Regions from separate parts of the Sparus aurata genome. Here region 2 is linked to region 1. The links are chromatin contacts, called in public Hi-C maps. All regions are on one chromosome and are shown on one strand. The core of a region is the stretch at or near the end of the contact, and the rest is flanking DNA. Distances in the headings are between cores, read along the strand shown.

Region 1 (6,527 bases), core at 3,701-6,200:
CAAGTAAAGTTCAGAAAATATCCAAAAACCTAAAAGCTCAAGTCTCAGCTTGAAATACTGAATCATTGCTTTTTCTCCTTCTTTCTCTTGTCTGTTTTGTTGCGAGCTGATGTGGACACAGCCGGCCGTCTTACAGGCTGAACTACAACCCTCCCGTTTGCCCCGCACTGCAGGGTAAACCTTTCCGGGTTTAGGGGTTGTCCTGAATCATCCCTCAGCCTGGCCAGGACGTCTCTGGTCAGCTGTTTTATCTGCTGGCCTACAGCACCCATTGTCTTTGCTGTAAGCTGTTTCTCCCTCAGCAGCCTGTCTCTCTGAGCACGCAACCTTTCCACCTCCTCCTGGAGTCCTGTGATGGCATCAAGTTTGCGCTTCCGGCAGTTTTGCGCTGCTAGTTTGTTCTTTCCCCGCCTGCGGATGTCCCTCAGGAGAGTCACCTGTTCGGGGGAGAAACCATGACCTTCAAGGACCTCCAGGAACTCCTCCACAGGCATGTTGACAATCTGCAGGACAGAGAATGGGATGTACATGGCACGGGCGCGCATCTCATCACGACTCATATCCCTCTGGTCAAACTGTTGCCCTTCATCATCGCTCAGAGGCTCCTCTTTGATACCTTTGTGGGAGAGTGTTACAGATGGCGGGTCCAAGAAAGCAGGAGATGAGTAGCTGTGGTCATGCCACACACTTTCACTCTGATCAATGTGTGACCACGTTGAGTGGTCCACGAGACCTTTTGAAGGGAGTGAATCCACCTCACTGCTGTAGCCTGTAGCTCCGCCCTCATCCTCACAGTATGAACTGGATGATGATGACATCTCAGATGAGCCTGGATGAGTGAGGAGTTCATTGAATTAGTATGTGTAACAAAGAGTTTCTTGTCTTTACGCACTTTAAAACTTAGTTCTAGTATTTGCAGAGATTTGAACAAACCTGGGGAGACTGGACCTCCAGAGCTGCTCTCCAACGACAGGCCGGAGTCCGAGTCCAAATCCTCAAGGACCTGTGGGTCTATGCCTTCCAGACAGCCCATCAGCTGGGTATCCATAGTGTCCAGGCCTTCCAGACCGAGCTGATTGATCTGGTCAAACACTGCCTCATCCAGACAGCCGCCCAGCGCACTATGCTGCAACACATTTCCAGTTAAATTACATACTGAAGCAAAGGGGAGCGCAGCCAGGCCCACTGCCATCCCTGGTGATGCATCCGAGTGTGAGGAGCCTGTGGATTCCAGTCGGAAGAGGGTTCTTTGTTGTTGGGCGACTGGCCTGGACCCAACTCCTTCAGACGTCACACCAAACACTCCAGCACCGGTTACCATAGCATCATGCAAGCTGACATCCTGGCTGATGGCGGTGGTGATGTCTGGTTCGAGGTCTGACAGACGCTCGGTGACAAGCGAGTCCAGCTCCTACACAAGACACACATTTGAATTTTAGCCTTTGCGATTTTGAAAATGCTCAACATGTACATCATTACTGAAACATCTCAATGGTTCCTAGCATGTGCATCGGAAATTCAGAACTGATATTGAGCATTCTGTAGAATTAATTTTCAGGTGTCTTAATGCGAGCAGATAACTTACCTCAAGGTCAGTAACAGACAGAGAAAGTAAATTGTTCCAATTCTCAATGTCAATGGCAGGAGGATGGTGTTCTGCTGGATTTGAGAGTGCAGTGATGCCTTCAAGCAGACTCTGGAATGGGCAAAAAGAAATACTGAGAATACAGCACCACAAGATCTGTGTTTTGTAGCCAAACCGATGTCTCCAATGTGAATTAAAGTAATCGTTTCTCTGTGAGACCGTCAGTAATTGTTGTGCTTCAACATCCCTGATCTTACAGAGTGTCACCAAAACAGCACTGTCATCAGAATGGTGCAATTTGAGTGATGAAGTCATGTGAGAACATGATTTTATGGTTAAGAGATGGTCCAAAGCAACTCTTTTCAACTCTCTCATGTGACAGTTAGTTTTATGCAAGTTAATACGTGTTTTAAAAGACTGAGAAATGCTGTAAAACAAGTATAGTTTCTTTTCAGAACAACTCAGACATTTTTCAACACTGATAACAAACCACACAGCGACAAAGACAACTTGACAACTTGTGACAAACCTCTTGCTCCAGTGTGGAACTGTGGGCCAGCTGAGTGAGTGGGGCAGGTTCCTCTTCCTCTTTAACTTTGGCTTCATCCTCCTGGTCAGGTAAAGAAGGGTAGATGAGAGAAAGGAAAGATGGGATTGGGGGACATGACGGGTGTCAGAGGATTTGAGATAAAGGATAAAGGAAAAAACTGTTAATTTGTTGCCGACATCCAAATAGCCGAAAGAAAATTACAGTTCTGGTTTGGTGATCGCAATTCGGCCATCACAAATAATTGGATATCTTCAGAAAGGATTGTTGGTCTGTTCTGACAGATAAAACATTTGTTTGGAATACAATTGCTGTAACTCTGGAGACCAGCTGAACAGACGGCATCCAAGCCGAGCTTCTGTCGTCGTCCTGCTGACTGTAGTCAAGGGCTTCTGCGCAGCATTAGAAATGTCTGAGCTGGAGTTTCTTTGTATGACAGCAGTGCTGAGGATATTTTGATACACTAACAGTTAAACTAATTACTTTCAGGATAACCCAACCCCTTTAGACGTTGTAAGACACGCCTGGTACCGCAAGTACCGCATTCCATCTACACCACCAGCTTTCTTACACACAAAGACAAAAACATTATCTTCCATACACCCATGTGATGAAAGGGGGGGAGGATTCACACCTGTTCCAAAAACTGTTATGCTCAGTTTTGACGTTAAAGCTAGAGGCACAAATATGACAAAGTGTGCTCAGCACCAGCCCTGGCTCTGTCTGAGCATGTCGACTTCAACTGGAGGAGCTTCTCCAGCTTCAATTGGTACAAAGTTATTGATCTAGTCTTATAGTCCTTTGACAAATTGTCCACCACAAAACCACAAAATCTTGCCCTAGAAGCAGTTACACTTTTACTTATTTTCAGAAGAGAGGGTGACGAATAAAAGATGTGTCAACATCCCATTATCCACATGAACAAGAACCCTGGGAGGAGGGCAGTGTTCAAGTATGGACCACCGCTTTTGTGTAAGCAAACAGGGTGTGGGTCTAAGCCTCACTTCTCCGCCTCTCCAGGCTTACAGCTGGCGGTTGCATCTGAAGAAAGGGGATATAGTTACACAAATGGCGACATCAACTGCCCCCAGGACATAACATGCACCAAGCAGCTGTTTCTACCCTCAGCTAGAAGAACTGGATCACTGGGAGGATTAAATATAAAAAGGTCTGGGTGTGATTACAGTCTAATAAAATGGTAGTCACATAATCCAGAGGGAAGCCACATCATGAAATATGAAACCACACATACGTCCAATCGATGATTTTAGACAAGAACAGGCGGGTGAACCTCTTGTCAAACAGTTAAACAGCTGCACAGTCCCCAAATACAGCAGTCTTATTTGTGAAGTTAATTCTATTGTTAACAAGAGAGGGCTTAATGTGACATGGTGACAGGTGCAGCTGACCGGTGAATACTTCAGCTACACCTCTCATCACCTGGACATATCGATGACTTATTTGTTCTGCCAAACCAGTAAGGCCTTTAAACTGAGTTACCAAATCCATAATAAATGTCAGTCCCCTTATCTAACCAGGCTATGACTGAATTGCATCTGTGGCCCTGGAGTTGTGGAGCCATCCAAAGTGAAAGTGAATGCACAATTTAAAGTTCTGCACACAGGTTATCACATGTTGTTATCTTGACTACAGGTGCACCAGGAAATGCTGCAACATAATAAGTTACTTGTTGGATGACATCCATTATTATACAACATGGGTTCATGCTGCTAGTTAGCTAGTGATAGCATTAGCATTTTCTGTTAAGCAATGAGGAAGTTTTAGCTCTAGTTCATCAACTCAGTTGTTAGCTGAGTACTTTCAGTACTTTAGCTGCTCAGTCAGGCGTGTTGGTCAAATATCGTAACTAGCAGCAGTCTGTCTATCTTTGTGTTACATCACACACTCGCCTCTTTAAGAAACCCGCAGGCTCCAGCGGTGCAAGGCCCTCGTCCCAGTTCAGAGGTTGTTTGGCACACTTCTTGGCCACTGTCGGGCAGGTGTTCACTGTCATCTCTGGCTTCGTCCCCGCGACTTTCTAACCCGGGGCTGGTGTCAGAGTTGTTGCTGGTTGAAGGCCCATCGTCAGCCTCTTCTGCGGCAGACACCTGGTGCACCAGCCATGCGTTCAACTGAGTGGGGAACCGCGGGGAGCCGAGGGTCCTCACTTCGTCTAGCAGCCGGCGACTTGCAAAGAAATAGTCCAACTCGGGACATTTTGGGTGCACACTGTATCCGTCAAGAGTGTCTCTCAAATTATGAAAGGGTGTCTGGGTGTAGGCTGAGCTAGGACCCAAGTTAATCTCTATCAGAGGCGAATAGTAGCCGCTTAAGTAGCTGTCGATATCCACGCGAACTCCGATCAAACTGAGTAAGATTGTTAACTGAATCAGGCCTTCTGTGAAGTATTTTTTCGCGATTTGCATTTTCTAAATACTTTCAGAGCAATAGATAATTGTGAAATCCTGACCAAACAGTTCCTCTTTCCCCACTGGACAAAGGGAAAAAGCTAACAAAAGAGCACGCCTTCCCCTGTCAGACAAAGAGGTCCGCCTGTACCGGCGAAATCGTTAGATCGCTATGCTAGCTGTTAGCAGTTAGCTATCAGCTTTGATTACCGGTTAACGTTAACCTCTTGGCGCAAACATAGCGATGAGGTTATTCTTCAGTTCCTTATATCGGAGAAATCATTCGTCTGCGACATCTGGCTTTCAAAACCTTCCGCAAGTTGCTAATCAAACAGAAAATGAAACATCTGAGTGGCTAAATGCTGTCAGCGGAGAGTGCTGCTACTGGGGAAACTTCGTTTCAGGATTTGCATGGCTTCCGCTGATTGGACCAGAGCGCCCACCGCAACAGTATCTGATTGGACAACATGAGTGTCTGTTGATATTTTGACCAATGAGAGAAGGGGAGTGTTGTTGACTACTGCCGGCCCCCACCCCGATTTATAACTCCACATGTTACAGGAATAATATCGGAAACGGAGTTGATATCACTTCAGATTTACAAATCATTAACTGATCTCTGTTGGTTTGATTTTAAACTTCCATCAGCTCGGTGATCCGGAGAGGATTCCTCTGCAGCAGGTCGGGCTGCAGTTCCGGGACAGTTTGTGCTACTGACCTGCATTCGTCCCATGTTTGTCCTGCTGGTCAGCGGCTGAATTACAGATTGAATTTGCTCAAGTGTTCATCATCTGCTGCATGTTTAATCCCCTGTCAAAGAGAAAACACACCAACAGGGGAGGCAACAAAACACCTCACCCACTGGACAAAGATAACACATCAGTTCATACTTTATTCATCATTTAAATTAAAATGCATTCATCACAGTGGGCAGCTGCAGCCTATTAAAGTACATTGGTACTTTCCAGATTAAAATCTCTTTCAACATGTCAGTTAATGGATACAACGTGTTGTTAAACTACCCAACTACATATAAAAGAGTTATAGCGTAATAGAAGAAATAATATATTCCATCATAATGTGACAGTTAAAACTGGCTCATTCTGCATAATGGGACACTTTTAGTCAATATTTCACATAAGATCTCTCCCATTTTAAGTAAAAATATTAAATGCAGGATTTTTAACGGTAATGGAGCACATTCACACTGAGCTTTAGAAAAGGCTCAGATACTTTGATAAATACAGCACTGTTCATCAGGAGACAGAAATTGCGAACTGGGACTAAAATAGCTCATACTTTGGGACTGAACATGATATTATCATAAACATGTTATTTAAGAACTGAACCACTAGTCCCTCTCAGATGAAAATATGATATTATAACTCCTCACTATTCACGTTGCTCGTACTGTACATGCTGTACAAGATGAAGCCCCTTGAAACTTTTTGAAGTCGTCTCCTCTGGCTAAATAAGACCGATAACCTATAGATAATATATATATAGGCCCCTGCATGAATGAGCATGTACTGCAGCTCAGTGAAAAATGGAAAAGATACAAGGAATGAGAGCTGTCCGGGTTATATCAGTGCCCTGTTTCTTTTTCAGATTCACAGTCACACATCATAAAAGCACACAAACAAGACAAATGTCTTTACTTGTCCTTCAAGACCTCAGCAGTGAACTATTTTGCTTGTATTAGGACAATATCAAAAGGGGTGTTTTCAGAAAACTCTTGTTTTGCTACAGTCAGACATCCAGGGTCTGAGTCAGACCAGATTAATGTGTTTGCTGTTATACATTATCCAAGGCTTGTGCTGCCGTATGTGGGTGGATTGATTAGGGAAAGCCTTGAGTTAAACCAAAACACAGACAGAAATGAAAACAGAAACTGTTTGCACATTTAGAAAACATTTATTTTGGAAGAACAGAGTGAAATACATTGAGTATGTACACTGTATATCCAGTGGTGGGAGACACATTCATG
Region 2 (6,570 bases), core at 3,726-6,225, 150 kb before region 1:
GTTATAACAGACCACAAACTTCATTGTCTGGGTGTTTGTTTTCTCCTCTCTACACATTGTCAGACCGTATCCTTTGTTTATTTCGTCCGAATTTCAGTTGAGTCTTGCTTATAGTGGCACTCACGCAAGGCTGAAGCCAGTTGAAACATTAGCCGCTACTTTGAACATGACCCTGATAACCAAATGCCCACTGGGCCAAATGCTACGTTGTAAAACCACCAAACGATGATGACTAAGACATTTCTAAAAGCAGTCTTCAGAGATAAGGAGGGTTTCTCCTTCCTCCAATTCAGGTCCATGTTATCTGCGCACAGTAATGCCGGTTTAGTTAATGTTATTGTCAGATAGGGCCCTGACCAGCTAGCTTCCAAAAAAATCCTTTTTATTTTCCACACATTCGCATAAATAATTTTTATAAGCAAGGAAAAGTAGAAAAGCTCAAATTACGCGCAGATATTTTCCCAGGATAGATTAGTGCGTAATAGGAAAAGAACATCTGTGAAATTAATACTGATATTTTGGTAAAAGCTTCCATCGAAATCCCTGTTTTCTCTTTTAAAAGCCAGCATAATATTTTTTTTTTCTTCCTTTGACTTTGTTGCATGTTCAGGAATTCATTTTTTTAAGCCGCCATGGCGATAAACCACCAATGTCAAGCTTTAGGACACACAGCAGTCATGACTCTTACACTCCTACACACACACTCTCTTTCTCTTTCCTACACACACACACACACACACACACACACACACACACACACACACACACACACACACACACACACACACACAGCCTGAAAATCTGTCAATTTCTGCCGCGTGGTCACGTGACCTCCTCCTCCGTGGAGTAGTGGATGGAGATGGCTCTCCACGTCAGCTTACGTCTCCAAATTTCTGCTCAGCGAACCTGCTTCAAAGAGGCAGGAGGCACGGCGCTTCAGAGCCATGTTCAGGGCGGTTATAGAGGAATAGAACCTAACATAGAGTTATAGTAGAGGGTGAACTACGATGATGGATTTTGACGAAAGGGTCCCCGTCGGATCAAACATGTACTTGCCCAGTTGCACTTATTACGTCTCGGCGGGGGCTGATTTCTCCGGTCTTCCCTCGTTTTTATCCCAGACCCCGTCCACCCGCCCCATGACATACTCCTACTCCTCTAACCTGCCGCAGGTCCAACCCGTCAGAGAGGTGACGTTCAGGGACTATGCTGCCATTGACGCGTCCGGTAAATGGCCGCACCGGGGGAACTTGTCTCAGTGCTACCCCAGCGCGGAGGACATGGTGCACCGGGACTGTCTGTCGGCGCAAAGCGCCGTTGTAGGGGACATGTTCGGTAAAAACAGCCCTGCTGCTGCAGCCGCCGCGTACCACCACCACCACCACCACCACCATACAAGCGCCGGCTCCGCTGCCACCAATTTCTACGGGAATGTGGGCAGAAATGGCGTGCTGCCACAAGCCTTCGACCAGTTTTACGAGACGGCGTACGGGAACGCGTCGGAGAGCTCTTCCACAAATGGCTACCCAGGCGACAAAACCCCGACCAAGCAGCCCAGCTCGGCGCCGGAGGACGCAACGTCGTGCAGGGACACCGAGGCGAAGGAGCCGCGGGAGGAGACGAGCAGCCCGGAGTTATCTTCCGGCAACAATGAGGAGAAATCCAGCAGCAGCAGTACGTATTAAAGTCAGCGCCCTGGTTATGAGAGAAAGTTTGCAATCTTGCGCGCTGCTGTTAAAATTTTTATATGCTGTTTTATAAGCATATAAGGTTTATAGAGGGCCTGTAGACCCCCCACCCCCCAACAAAACTTTGTTATAAACTGCAGGATCACGTGTTTGGAATTGAAATTGGCCGTGAAAGACATCAGGCCGGCGATTTTTCTAAAACACTCCCTTACGTTTCCAGAAGGCACCCAGCTTATGAATGCGGATTCCGACACAGACCTGCGTCCATTCCTCGTATTATAAGCGAGCTTGTTTCACGGTTTCTTAACGTTAAAGGAGCGCTTTGCATGTAATGAGGGTGGTGCCTCTGGTTTAAGGTTTAGCACACACGAGCTCTTGTGTTAAAGCCATCATGGAGATCCTGTGTTCCCATTTGTACATTTTGCCCTTTTTTATACGTCCTATAAAACCAATCATTTTCATAGAAACCGGCTCCTGTTGCTGTGAGCAGCTGATATCTGAAAGTGAGCGTGTTGTTTTCATTTGTTAGAAAAGGTCAAAGCCCAAGTGTGTTGCCCAGCGAGCCAGTGGTTTTGTCATCTTTCCAGTCCGAATATGACACTTGAAATATTGTAATGGCAAATATGCTTTATGTAGAGGAAATCCGCCCGTGCGTAATCTTGGCTACATCCGAACCGGTTGAATCTTTTCTTTTTAAACATAGTCATGGCTAATTTGAAGTGTTTATATTTTCTGTGACCGCTCTTCTTTTCTTTTTTCTCCTGCTTTCCAGATGGACAGAGGACCCGCAAGAAAAGGTGCCCGTACTCCAAATATCAGATCCGAGAACTTGAACGAGAATTCTTTTTCAGTGTGTACATTAACAAGGAGAAACGCATGCAACTGTCTCGGATGCTCAACCTCACCGACCGACAAGTGAAGATCTGGTTTCAGAACCGCCGCATGAAGGAGAAGAAGCTCAACAGAGATAGATTACAATATTACACGTCTAATCCTCTGCTTTAGGGGTGAAAAGAGCACCGACACAGCTTCTTAAAAAGTCCTCCTGCTGCTGTGTGGACTGACTGCGTTTACAGACAGACTGACTCTCCCTGTGTGTACACTGTGTACCACAATGGCCGCGACAGCAGCAGCAACAACAACACTACTCGATGGTTAATTTCAAGTTCGAGGACAACAGTATCCTGTGATCTGAAGAACCCAAAGACAGAGCATGAATTAAAGCAGACTGTGGACATTGATTTCGGTCTTCAGACTCTGTTGACGAGGGAAAATGTGGAAACGGATTTTTCTTCTTTTTTAAAAAAAAGACATTTCTGTCTGTGCGCTCGCGAAGGCCCGTGTTAATATTGCAGTGACTCACAGGGCGCCTCGTTTATTCTCCTTTTATGCGGGCGAGAAAAATTAGCAGTCACTAATTGACTGGTTAAGTGTATTTTGTAATCAAAAGATTTATTTTAGGCTTTTGTTTTGTTTTAAAATCAGAAAAGGTGGTTCCGTTTGAGGACGATGGCGAATATGTGACTTTAATAACTGAATCTATATTGGTGTGACCAAATAATGAGTCCGAACGGATGAGAATGTAATGTGTTCCTGTTTTGTGTGCTTATTTATTTTGTAGCCACTCGTTTACTATCTCTGTTTAATGCCACGGCTAACTAAGTCAATTATTACAAGCAGGCTGTTGGGATTCGTTGTTCAGACTGGGCTGACCTCGAATGCCAGATCTAGTCGTCTCTCCCGTCGCCTGCTCATTGACTGCTCGGGCTATGACTATTTATATGTTGCGTATCTTTCATTTCACAAATCAGTGTCGTCCCTTTTGATTATTTGGAGACTATCAGTCGAGTATTGATAATGCAGGCCAAACCAGAGAGATAAGCTTGTCTACTGGATCCGTGTGGAGTTGCACTGAGGTACACGCCCAACATATTCACACAGGTAAACGCAGCGGGCCTCTTCGGTCTCATATTGATACGCATTACAGAATATTTTTCTCATGACTCGTGATCCTTTGGTACTTGCTGTCTCACGAAGATTTAAAAAAAAATACATTTTCAAGTGTGCTGTCAGGGCAAGGCTGGTCAGGGTCACCGCATTGAATCAATTGCTTGGTATGTCCAAACTATTGTGTATTATACTATATTTCCAAATAAAAACAAATGAAAAGATTATTGAAAAAAAAACTCTATTTTTGTGTTGTCTTTGTCATGGTTTAATTCACAAGCCTCTTGTTTTAAAAGAAAGAAAGAGCTGACACATTTCGAGGGTAGAATTACGCACACTGGGAACATTTTACGCACGCAAGATACACACATTTAACTCACGCTGGTTTGGAATGATCACAGTTTGGTGCCATGGCGAATGGCAGACAATTAAAAAACACTGAAGTGCAGCAGATTTGAGCGCTCGCGTGCAAATTATGAGCCGTCCTACCTAGTCGAGGCACACACACAACAGAAAAACGCCACCTAATGCAAATTAAACGTGATTTTATGTTGAGTTTTAAAAATAAAAGTTAATAAAGCAACAAATTGAATCACAAAGCTGTCGATTCTTGTTCAACTTGAGCGGGTGACCTTAAATCTGTGGTTGTGTGCTTCAGTAGAATAAATACAGATATAAACAGAACAGAAATGTTTTCATTGTGCTCTCAAATTGAGTTTCGCAATTATTTTGAATCACGTCTCTCAATATGTTGAGCCATATAAGATGTTTTATTTTACAACTCCTGCATTCCATCTGAAGGAAATCTTTGTCATTGAACCACTCTGGATAGCGTGTATAGGTCCTCCTTTATCTATACCTATAAAATGTATTGTTTCCAAACATTCAGCATTTCAGCATGCACACACTTTGTTTTCTATCTCTCTCTCGCTCTCTCTCTCTCTGTAGTCTGTACGTGCACGCTGTCATTTCGCTGATTGGCTTTGGAAACACTGCTCCAACAGCAGTCTCCTTTGGCTAGGGTCGCCATGTTTGCTGTTGTTATCACTGTGTTTATGGGAGCTAGCCGCAGCGCATTGGCGTTCATATATGACAGTCAAAAGGGCCATAAACGCGGCGAGAGAGGCTGAAGTTTATGGTTGCCTCTCTCTGCCATAGTCCGGCCTTGCCTTGCGCATCCTTTACTGCGCGCTGGAATTCCGTCCCTAATTACGGGACATCCTCCCCGTTGCCGCAGCAACGTGGCCATAAAAGCTGTCTGAGAGTCTGGGGCATTTGTACAATTGGAGTGCAGTGCAATAAACCGTCTGAGACCCAAGGTTATTAACTGTGTTACCAAGGAGGCGAGAGCAACGACAGGGAGAGGACGGATAGGAAAAAGCTTCTGCTCGCTCGCTGCATCGACTTCATTTGAAAGGCTTTTCCCCCCAAGCCTGGTTCATCCACCTCGAATCAGTGGCGTGTAGATCGGCTGCCCTCAGGATTGGACCTTCCTCTACCACCGGGCGGCGCTGTTGGGACCAATGTCATGGCCGTGGATCCTTCGTCTCCAAGCTCACGTCGAATGCACGCAGGTAAAAGTTGTCAACACAGGCCGGAGCTGGAATAGCTCGCTCAGACCTTCCGTGTGTTCGGCCTTAAGACGCTTCTGCGGTAACTTTGAGATGGGAGCCGCTTTGAGTTTAGTCTCCACATTTCTCTGCGGTGCTCACTGGGCCGTGCGGTGGAGAAAGTCTTCCTGGGGGCCCTAATAAGGCAACACATCTGTGCCAAGCCTTCATGCTGCATGTGCTATTCATTTTGCTGAGCTAGAGCTTTTTAATGGTTGAAGTATAGCATGGCCGGCTCGTACCTGGAGAGATCAGCAACCAGTCCAGTCTCGCCACAAATGTTTTGGATTTGGGGAAAAAGTCTGTTTTAATTATTCACCACGAAAAAGGGATACAGCAGTTAGTGTGTAGAAATGCAGCACGAAGCAGTGGGTGCTGGACACAAAACAAATGATTTCATTTTTTTTAGATCGCGTGCGGAAGCGGCTCATCTTAAATCACAGCAGCTGGCTTCGTGCGCTCATTCTTCTTGGTCCTCTTCCTCTTCTTCAAAGAAACCCACTAACGACATTTGACGTCCTTCCAAAGACTCCCCCGTACGTGCCAAGTGCACAAAAGCTCTTATTCGGATAGATGTGATTGTGATACGGCAGCAATAGCGTCTCCCTTTTCCTTCCTGTCATGGACACATTGCTGCACTATCACGGCTATCAGTGTCAGTCCGAGTGGCGAGTGGCTATTCTGGACCCTTAATGCGTGTGGACCGAGTCTCGTTCTCCTTTGTCTCTCGTGAAAAATAAATGCTTCCGCTGGATGTAATAAAACGCGGCATTATTGTTCATAACTGCACTCGGGACGAACATGATACGACTCAAACGGCCTCTTCGGCCACGATTATATGGGCCGGATCAAAGCCAGTGGTCAGAGTAAACTGTTTTGAGGATATGATAGCCGGGCAGCTGTGAAAATGAAGATTTAATAGCTACAATTAATAACTGTAACCCAGAGATATCGATAGGCCCCCGTGCCAGGACAACACCATGAAGTGTGCGGGCCAAAACAATATAATACCGGGCACACATAATTAATTGATGTATTTAGTTTCCTCACGGGCTCATGTGTCCCATAAGAGAGCAGGCCGCTGCGGGGGAAAGCATACATGCTTTGGACTAATGCTGTTCGTTCGGCTGTATTTAGTAGTTTCGTGTTTTCTGGATTATTGTATGTTTTCTTGTGAATTTAATAAGCAGGCGCAAGTGCTCGGCGCGCGGCCTTCCTCCTTAAAACTCCCGCACCGCAGAGAAAGGCCCTTATTTTATGTATTTCTCTAATATATCACATTTTCTTTTAAAAGAGACTATTTCACTTCATTCATAGACACATAA

The links. A called contact is a pair of places that touch in the nucleus more often than the background predicts.
Region 2: a contact with region 1 is called in a Hi-C map of skeletal muscle, with 2.1 times the contacts expected there. The contact joins the promoter of LOC115578393 here to the promoter of nfe2l3 in region 1.

What each region holds. Positions count from the first base shown.
Region 1 is chr3:21,157,272-21,163,798 of fSpaAur1.1, reverse strand. nfe2l3 (nfe2 like bZIP transcription factor 3) reads right to left here and starts at 4,950. Exons shown (of 5, transcript XM_030412633.1): 1 at 4,043-4,950; 2 at 2,115-2,195; 3 at 1,586-1,696; 4 at 934-1,411; 5 at 1-829. The coding sequence starts at 4,558. The coding sequence ends at 63.
Region 2 is chr3:21,310,328-21,316,897 of fSpaAur1.1, reverse strand. It overlaps LOC115578393 (homeobox protein Hox-A10), which reads left to right and starts at 4,975. Exons shown (of 3, transcript XM_030411342.1): 1 at 4,975-5,209. hoxa11a (homeobox A11a) reads left to right here and starts at 794. Exons shown (of 2, transcript XM_030411377.1): 1 at 794-1,674; 2 at 2,461-3,727. The coding sequence starts at 1,008. The coding sequence ends at 2,693. It overlaps LOC115579121 (a long non-coding RNA gene), which reads right to left and starts at 331. Exons shown (of 2, transcript XR_003983589.1): 1 at 1-331.